Regions from separate parts of the Vulpes vulpes genome. Here region 2 is linked to region 1. The links are chromatin contacts, called in public Hi-C maps. All regions are on one chromosome and are shown on one strand. The core of a region is the stretch at or near the end of the contact, and the rest is flanking DNA. Distances in the headings are between cores, read along the strand shown. Region 1 holds the start of HPCAL1 (hippocalcin like 1). Region 2 holds the start of RRM2 (ribonucleotide reductase regulatory subunit M2).

Evidence for each region. A called contact is a pair of places that touch in the nucleus more often than the background predicts.
Region 2: a contact with region 1 is called in a Hi-C map of skeletal muscle, with 6 times the contacts expected there. The contact joins the promoter of RRM2 here to the promoter of HPCAL1 in region 1. A contact is called at or near these places in 2 of 3 Hi-C or Micro-C datasets (both in skeletal muscle).

The regions. Positions count from the first base shown.
Region 1 is chr8:104,672,171-104,675,518 of VulVul3, forward strand. HPCAL1 (hippocalcin like 1) reads right to left here and starts at 1,464. Exons shown (of 5, transcript XM_026009109.2): 1 at 1,210-1,464.
Region 2 is chr8:104,812,039-104,815,780 of VulVul3, forward strand. It overlaps RRM2 (ribonucleotide reductase regulatory subunit M2), which reads right to left and starts at 1,804. Exons shown (of 10, transcript XM_072767726.1): 1 at 1,626-1,804; 2 at 1,477-1,551; 3 at 955-1,098; 4 at 536-652. The coding sequence starts at 1,736.

The DNA of each region.
Region 1 (3,348 bases), core at 214-2,713:
CACGCAGGCAGAGGCACCCCCAGCACGCGCGCGCACGCAGAGCCCGGCCGCAGCTCGCAGCTCGCAGCTCGCAGCTCAGGCCGGTGCACACGCCCGCACTCCCCGCAGCCCTACCTGCTCCGGCGCAGGACGCGGTCCGCCGGCTTCCCGAGCCCAAGTTCGGCGCGGCTGGCGCTGGGGCGGGCGCGGGCCGCTGCCCGGGACGAGCGCGCCGAGGCCGGGAGGGGTGGCTAGGAGCGCGGGCCTCCGTGCGCCCGCAGCCTCCGCGCCGGCCCTGCGCTCATCGCCTCCCAGAAAAACAAAAGGAAGCCGGCGGCGAGGGAGCGAGCGAGGTGGAGGCGCCCGCCCGTCCGCCGGCCCGCCCGTCCGCCGCCTGCAGCCGCCGCGGCCCGCCTGCCAGCGCCGGGAAGGAAGGGACTGGAAGGCGGGACCCGGAGGCGGGGGCCGGGGGCGGGGCGTGCGGCGGGGCCGAGCTCGAGGTCCCTGCGGCCCCGCCCCCGCCAGGCCCCGCCCCCGCCAGGCCCCGCCCCCAGGCTCGGCCCCGCCCACCTGCCTGCGTGGGTCGCGCCCCCGGCCCTGGCCACGCCCCTCCCGGCCCCCGGGTGCGGGCCTCCGAGCCGCCTCCCCGCGCCCCGCGGTGCTCCCCGCTGCACCCTCCGCCCCGCCCGGGCCCCAGCCCGGCCCCGGCCCCGGTCCCGGCGGATCTCGGGGCCGGAGCGGAGCCGAGCACCGGTGCCGCCTCCCTAACCCTTGGCCTCTGGCCTGCGGGCGTGGGAGAGGCGGGAGGCGGCACCGGGAGGGGCCAGCCCCGCGCCCACCCCCCGCCTCCCCGGCCCCTGCAGGAAGTGCGGCCCGGGTGGCCCAGAAAGGGAAGAGGCCGGAGTCGCCCCAGGCTGTCTCCCGGGGCCCTCTGGCACCCTCACCGCCAGTCCCCTGCGCGGATACACCCCACCAACCGCGCCTCTTTCGGGGAAGGAGCGGAGGACCGGGAGGAGGGGCGCCTGAGTTCCAGTTCTGCTTGCCTTTGCCAATTCTGGGCGATTTCAGCAAGTCCCTGAGACTCCCGCGGCCTTGGTTTCCCCACCTATAAAATGCACAGGCGGCGGAGCAGGCTTCTCCCGGGGCCCTTCCCTCCCTCGCGGGCTGCGGGTCCTTGGTTGACATCCTGGTCCCAGACACAGGCGGCCTGGGTGGCAGGGAGAGACAAACCTGTGTTCCCTGTAGACTTCCTCTGTCCCCCTCCGAAGGCACCTCCCTGAGGGAAGGAATGAGGGACTGTGCTTCCCAGAACCCCTCGCCCCAGTAGCTCCTGAAAATCTGGGCCCTGGAAAAAGCAAATATATACACACACCCACCACTACCACCACCCACCCACCCCAAACATCCCCGAAGAAAGGTAACCACAGAAACAGCCCTGAATGTGGAGCTGGGCGTTAGTGTTAGGCTGAGACAGACTGTCTTTCTGGCGTCTCTAGGGGAAAACTCAAATCCTCCTGCAAATCCTCCTCCACAAAAACACGGTGAGTGAACTCCCACTACACAGGAGGCTGCAGGGAGCAATGCTGGGGGGCGGCTTGAGGGGGGGAGCGCTGCGCTGGCTGGCAAGGTGGTCTGAGCCCAGACCCCTCTCTCAGCAAGCAAATGGCAAAGGCAACCCCAGAGGGAGTTAGTCTCCTAGGCAGCCCTGCTGTGGGGATTAAATACAATAATGACTGTGAGCGCCCGCGTCACCGGTATGGGGCTGTGGTGAAGTCACACAGAGCAGCTCTGGTACCCAGGGGCAGCATCCTTTTTTCTCAGCAGACCAGGGGCCAGGGTCATTGAGCAGGTTTCCCTGAGTATGTCCGTGCAGAGGGTGGGGTTACAGGTGAGAGGCCCCCAGCCACGTGTCAAGCCCAGGCCCATGAGCAGGGGGACTGCAGATACTGGGATGATTGGCATAGGCTAGTGCTGCTGGGGTCACACGTAAGACCCACTTCTCACTCAGGCTGCGGTTCAGGGCTAGGTCAGAGGGCTGGGGGAAGACTCCTCCGGGAACACGCCCGATGTTCAGGAACTCCAGGCGCTTCCATCTGGAGATTCCGCCAGAATCTCTCCCATCTAGAGATTCTTCCCTCAGGGCATCTGAGGTCTCCCCCAGCCCCTTGACTTCCAGCCAGCCACAAGGGAGGGGATAGTGTGAGCTGGGGGTCTCCGGGTAGGGGTGGGAGGTCACTGGGAGCCAGGCCCGGAGGAGGCACACATCACGTGGGTCAGCAGTCAATGACCAGAACTGGTGCCACCGGGCTGCAAGGGGTCCGGCAATCACAGCCTTCCTCTGTGCCCAGGAGGAAACGGTCATTTGGGTGAGCACATCACAGTGTCTCTGCCACAGATTCAGAGCACGGGTCTCCCCAGCCCAGTCACAGGGCAACAGACAGACATCCGTATAGGACATGATAACATCGTCATCGAGGACTGCGCTATAGCTCGCCGTGCCTCTCCCCCGCTCCCCCCGCAAAATCAGCTCATGGGGAGAGGGTCAGGAATGGCTCACAGAGCAGGTGACGGTTTCACTGGGTCTTGAAATATAAGGAGGAGGGGAGAGCTCAGAGCGAGGCAGGTAGAGGAATCTCAAGGTGAGTACAGAGGTAGGTGGAGGCACATCCTGGACCCCGCCTATCAGTGGGCCTCGGGGGGCCTTTGCCTGGGCCCTTCTCTCCCACCCATCTGGAACCCACCTACCCCTCAGGGCTCTGCTCAGATTTCACCGCCTCTGACCTCTCAGCTCCTATGCATTTCCCTTCCCTGAACTTTTTTCCCCCTTCCCTGAACTTCAAAAGGAGCAGGGTCTCCCTCAGGTGAGATACAACCTGACCTCTTCCTTTCATTCTTTCAGAGGAAGGGCAGATAGTAGTTACTCGATAAGTACTTTTGAATTTCATGAACTAGAGCAAAGCAAAAAACAAATTCGGGGTATGGTGTTCTGTTAGGTTCCTGGGGCTGCCACGACAGAGTACTACAAGCTGGCTGGCTCAAACCAAGACGTGTTGTCTCAGAGTTCTGGAAGCTGGGAAATCCGAGATCAATGCATCAGCAAGGTTGGTTCCTTCTGAGGGACCTGGTGGGGAATCTTTCCCGAGCCTGTCCCCTGCTCCTGTAGGCTCAGGTGCTTCGTGGCTTAGAGATGGCCGTCTTCTCCCCATACCTTCATAATACCTTTCCTCTGTGTGTGTCTGCCTCTGTTTCCAATTCTCCCCAATAAGGACACCAGTCCTATTGGACAAGAGCCCATTCTAATGGCCTTAACTTGGTCACGTGCAAAGACACTGTTTCCAAATAGGGTCAGGTTCACAGGTACCGGAGATT
Region 2 (3,742 bases), core at 554-3,053, 140 kb after region 1:
TGGATACATCACACTCCCTTTGTAATATTATAAGGTTTGTTTCTATTTTTAGAAACAATACGTCTTCACTATTCTGGGGTAAAGCTGGACATTTCATGCCAAAATTTTACCTCGATTTACAGATCAGGAAACAGATAATGTCTATTTTATAGGGATTCTGCAAACATTCTTCATTTCTTCCTAATCCACTGCAGGAAGGAACCACTCACAATAAGACAAATATGGAATCAAATTTTTTAAAAAGCAAAGCCACAAAAAAGAAACAATGTCATAGTCATAAGGAGTAAACCTATTCCTACCACTTGACATTGTCTTTAAGCTTCTTGAGCCCGGAGGGGGGACAATGACTAACCCTAAAGAAGAAACAACTGCAAAGTAGATTATAAAACAGGAAACACCACGTAATAGAACTACCAGCTTACAAATACAGAACTTAAAAAGATGAGGAAAGAGGATTAGTTTTTTTTCTGGAATGACTTGGCCCGTCTCTTTAATCTGGAAGCGAACGAGAGCAGATGTTTTTTTGGAAACTCACCAAGTTTTCATTTACTATGCCATCGCTCGCTGCAAAGAAAGCCAGAACATGGGATATAAAATATCTCTCCTCAGGCTTCAGGGATTCCCAGTGCTGAATGTCCTTGGAAAGATCCACCTGAGGTTTAAGAGGTTCACAAGGGACGGTAAGCATGTGGGGCCGTACACACACATAGTAACCCTCAGACCTTCTTCTGTTAAGTGTCCTGACACCCCTTAATCGGGAACATCCCTCCCATGCACAGCTCCCTTTGCCACTTAGAACATCTCACATCCTCAGTGGGCAACCATCCCCAAGAGGGGGCAAGAGGAAGAGTCAAGTATATTTCAAGCAAGTTGCATCCACTCCTGCAGGGGATTTCCTCTGGGGGCAACGCTTACGCTTAACCTTGTAGGGCCCCAGCTCCTGCCTCGGGTTACCTCTTCGGCTGTCCAAAAGGAAGCCTCCGCTTTCTTATACATCTGCCAAATATCATGGTACTCGATAGGGAAGATGACAAAGCGGCGGGGGTTTTCTCTCAGCAGTGGTTCCTCCTCCGCGCTGGAGGCAAGTACCTTAGTTTTCTGTGGGGGCGAGAAAGTAATGAGAGGTCCCTGGTAGGGCGAACCACATGAAATCGCCACTTTTTGCGGCCAAGCGCGTTCAGTTACCGGCAATCCCGGGTGGTTCGGCGTGTGAAGTGTCAGCTGTCACACGCGGCATCGTACGGAGAACACGACCGGGGTGCAAGAGGGGAAAAGGGGGGAGTCTGCGCAAGTGTGAGGAAGGGCAGGCAGGAGCGGGAGGCAATGCCTTGGCGGGAAAGGAGCGCGGGCCGGGGAGTGGCTGGGCTAGAAACGCAGGAGACAATGAGGCTTTGGCGCCAACAGGCGGCGGGCGCCCCCTGCCGGCAGCGCCCCGCCCGCACAGGCCGCTTCCCCGCCGGCCGCCCCGCCACTCACCGGCTCGCCGGGCTCCTGGAAGATCCTCCGGGCGGTCTTGCTGGCCAGCACGCGGGTGCCGCTGAGGGCCGGGGGCTGCGGGGAGACGCGCGGTGAGGGGCAGCCCCGGCCCTCAGGCCCCCCGCCCCCGGGCCCGCGCGCGCGCTCACCGTGTTCTCCTTGTCCGCCAGGCTGAGCCCCTTGAGGGGCGAGAGCTGGAGCTGCTGCTGCTGCTGCTGGGGGTCCGCGATGGTGGCGAGCGGGACGCGGACGGAGAGCATGGCGGCGGCGGCGGGCGGCTGGGCGGCGGCGGCGCGCGGGTCCGGGGAGCCCCCGCGCCGCCGGCCCGGCCTTTAAAAGCCCACCGCGGAGGGGCGCGCGCGGTGGGCGTGGCCAGGCGCCGCCTTCCCATTGGATGCGCCGCCCGGACGTCCGCGATTCGAGAGCCGCGCGGGAGCCCCCGCCGCCGGCCGCCCGGGACCCTGCGGGACCCCTCGGGGACCCCCGGGACCCCCCGGACCCCCGGGCCCGCCGGCCGCGCGAGGGGCGCCGCCGCCCGGCCCCTGCGGGCCCCCCCCCCGGGCGAAGGGTGCAGCCCCCGCGCGATTCGGTGGCCGTGGCGCGCGCGGGACTCGCCTACCCGGGAACCGCTCGGGATTGAATGAAGCAACGCGATTGGAGGCCGCCGGGAGCGGGCGGGAGACCGTTCCCCCACCCCCGAACCGTTTTCGCGGGTTGAGGCGAGTGGTTTTGCAAATGAGCTTGGTGCAAATGCCTGGAAACGCCCCTGGCTGCGAGAGACGAGCGCGGGGTTGCGACCGTTTAGGTACGTGTCCCTGGGTGGGGGTTTGGGGGTCCTCGAGTTCCGGCTGACCTGGCGGCCGCAGGGTCGGTGACAACCGTGCAGCCTAACGGTTAGGGTCGCTGGCCACTGAGTCCCGCAGTGCAGTTGCTGTGTCCCTCACCTGGTTGTAAAAGATTCCTTGCCCTCCTATGTAAAATGGGACTTGTCGCCCGACCTAACCTGTGGGATCATTAATAAAATGAGATCAGCGCGATAATTCTGGTAAAAAATGCACAGTCCTTTGTAAAGCCGAGTTAACTAAATGCCAGAGAGGGCCCTTGGTACAGTTTGCCACTGAACTTGTGCCTGGTGTCAGACCACCCTCCCCTATGTCAGCATTTTTGAAAATCAGAAGCTGAGCAAAAACATCTTGAAAGCTTGAAGAACTGGGAATTCATCTACTGCTTATTGGGCATCAGGTAGTCTGAAGAGATTGAAAACCTGCATTGTCATGAGGCAGACACGAATTCATTAACAGTTTTTGTTTTACTTTGTATTTGGTTTTTCAGATTTGCCAGACATTTGCCGTGCAGGTGGCAAAATGCCAGAAATGAAGAGAAAGAAATGTTAATAACCAAGAAATAAATGTTTCCCCTGTGAAAAGTTCCAAAATCTGCAAACACTCTTAGGGCTGTCACTAAGAGAAACACTGGACTTTTTACAGGGTCTTTTCTAGATATTAGAAAGAGGTCAGAGGTAGGGAAGATCCCCCTCCTCACTTGGGTCTGTTTCTTCCATTTCTTAATACCATGTACATATTGTGTTTAATGTTTTCTCAAGCCTCAGAGAAAGATCAGTGACGATCCTAGCCCTTAGACAAAGCAATGACTAAAACTTTGGTCTAGCATCCTTAGTTTTAAAGCAACTCGCAGGCATTGTCAATTCCACCTTCAGCATCCAGCTCCAGAAAAATGGGTATTGTTAGGGATGATTTTATGGCTGATAAAGCCATTATCACATCTAATAAATGTATCAAGGATGCCCTGGTATCCTCCACTACCCAACTCACATTCCGATTTCGCATCATCCACAACCCAAGTGCTCCTTTCGGGTGCTGTGTCGGGCACCATGTGCTTTTTGCTTAGCTCCTGTTATATTCTCTGTATGTACAGGAACCCATGAAAGTATCACTCTGAGCCAGCCAGAATTTGGCTTCGTTCTTAGCTTCACTTTTTCCTGACTCCCCAAACAACACGGGCGCGCTGTAGGAAACTGGGAAAGACCAGAAGTAGGTAGCACGAGGCAGAAAGAAAGGTCGCCGCCATTCTCCCTTCAGCCCTCCCGACGGTGAGTCACGGGGGCACGTCCCGTGCTCCCTCCCCCGCGCTCCGGCTGCTCGGACTTTCCAAGAGGAAGCGGGCGCCGAAAGCTACGTGGCTCCGCTCGGAGGTCACACCACGAGGAGCCCTCCCGGCCGGGCTTCGGGCCCCCGGTGCCTCCTCT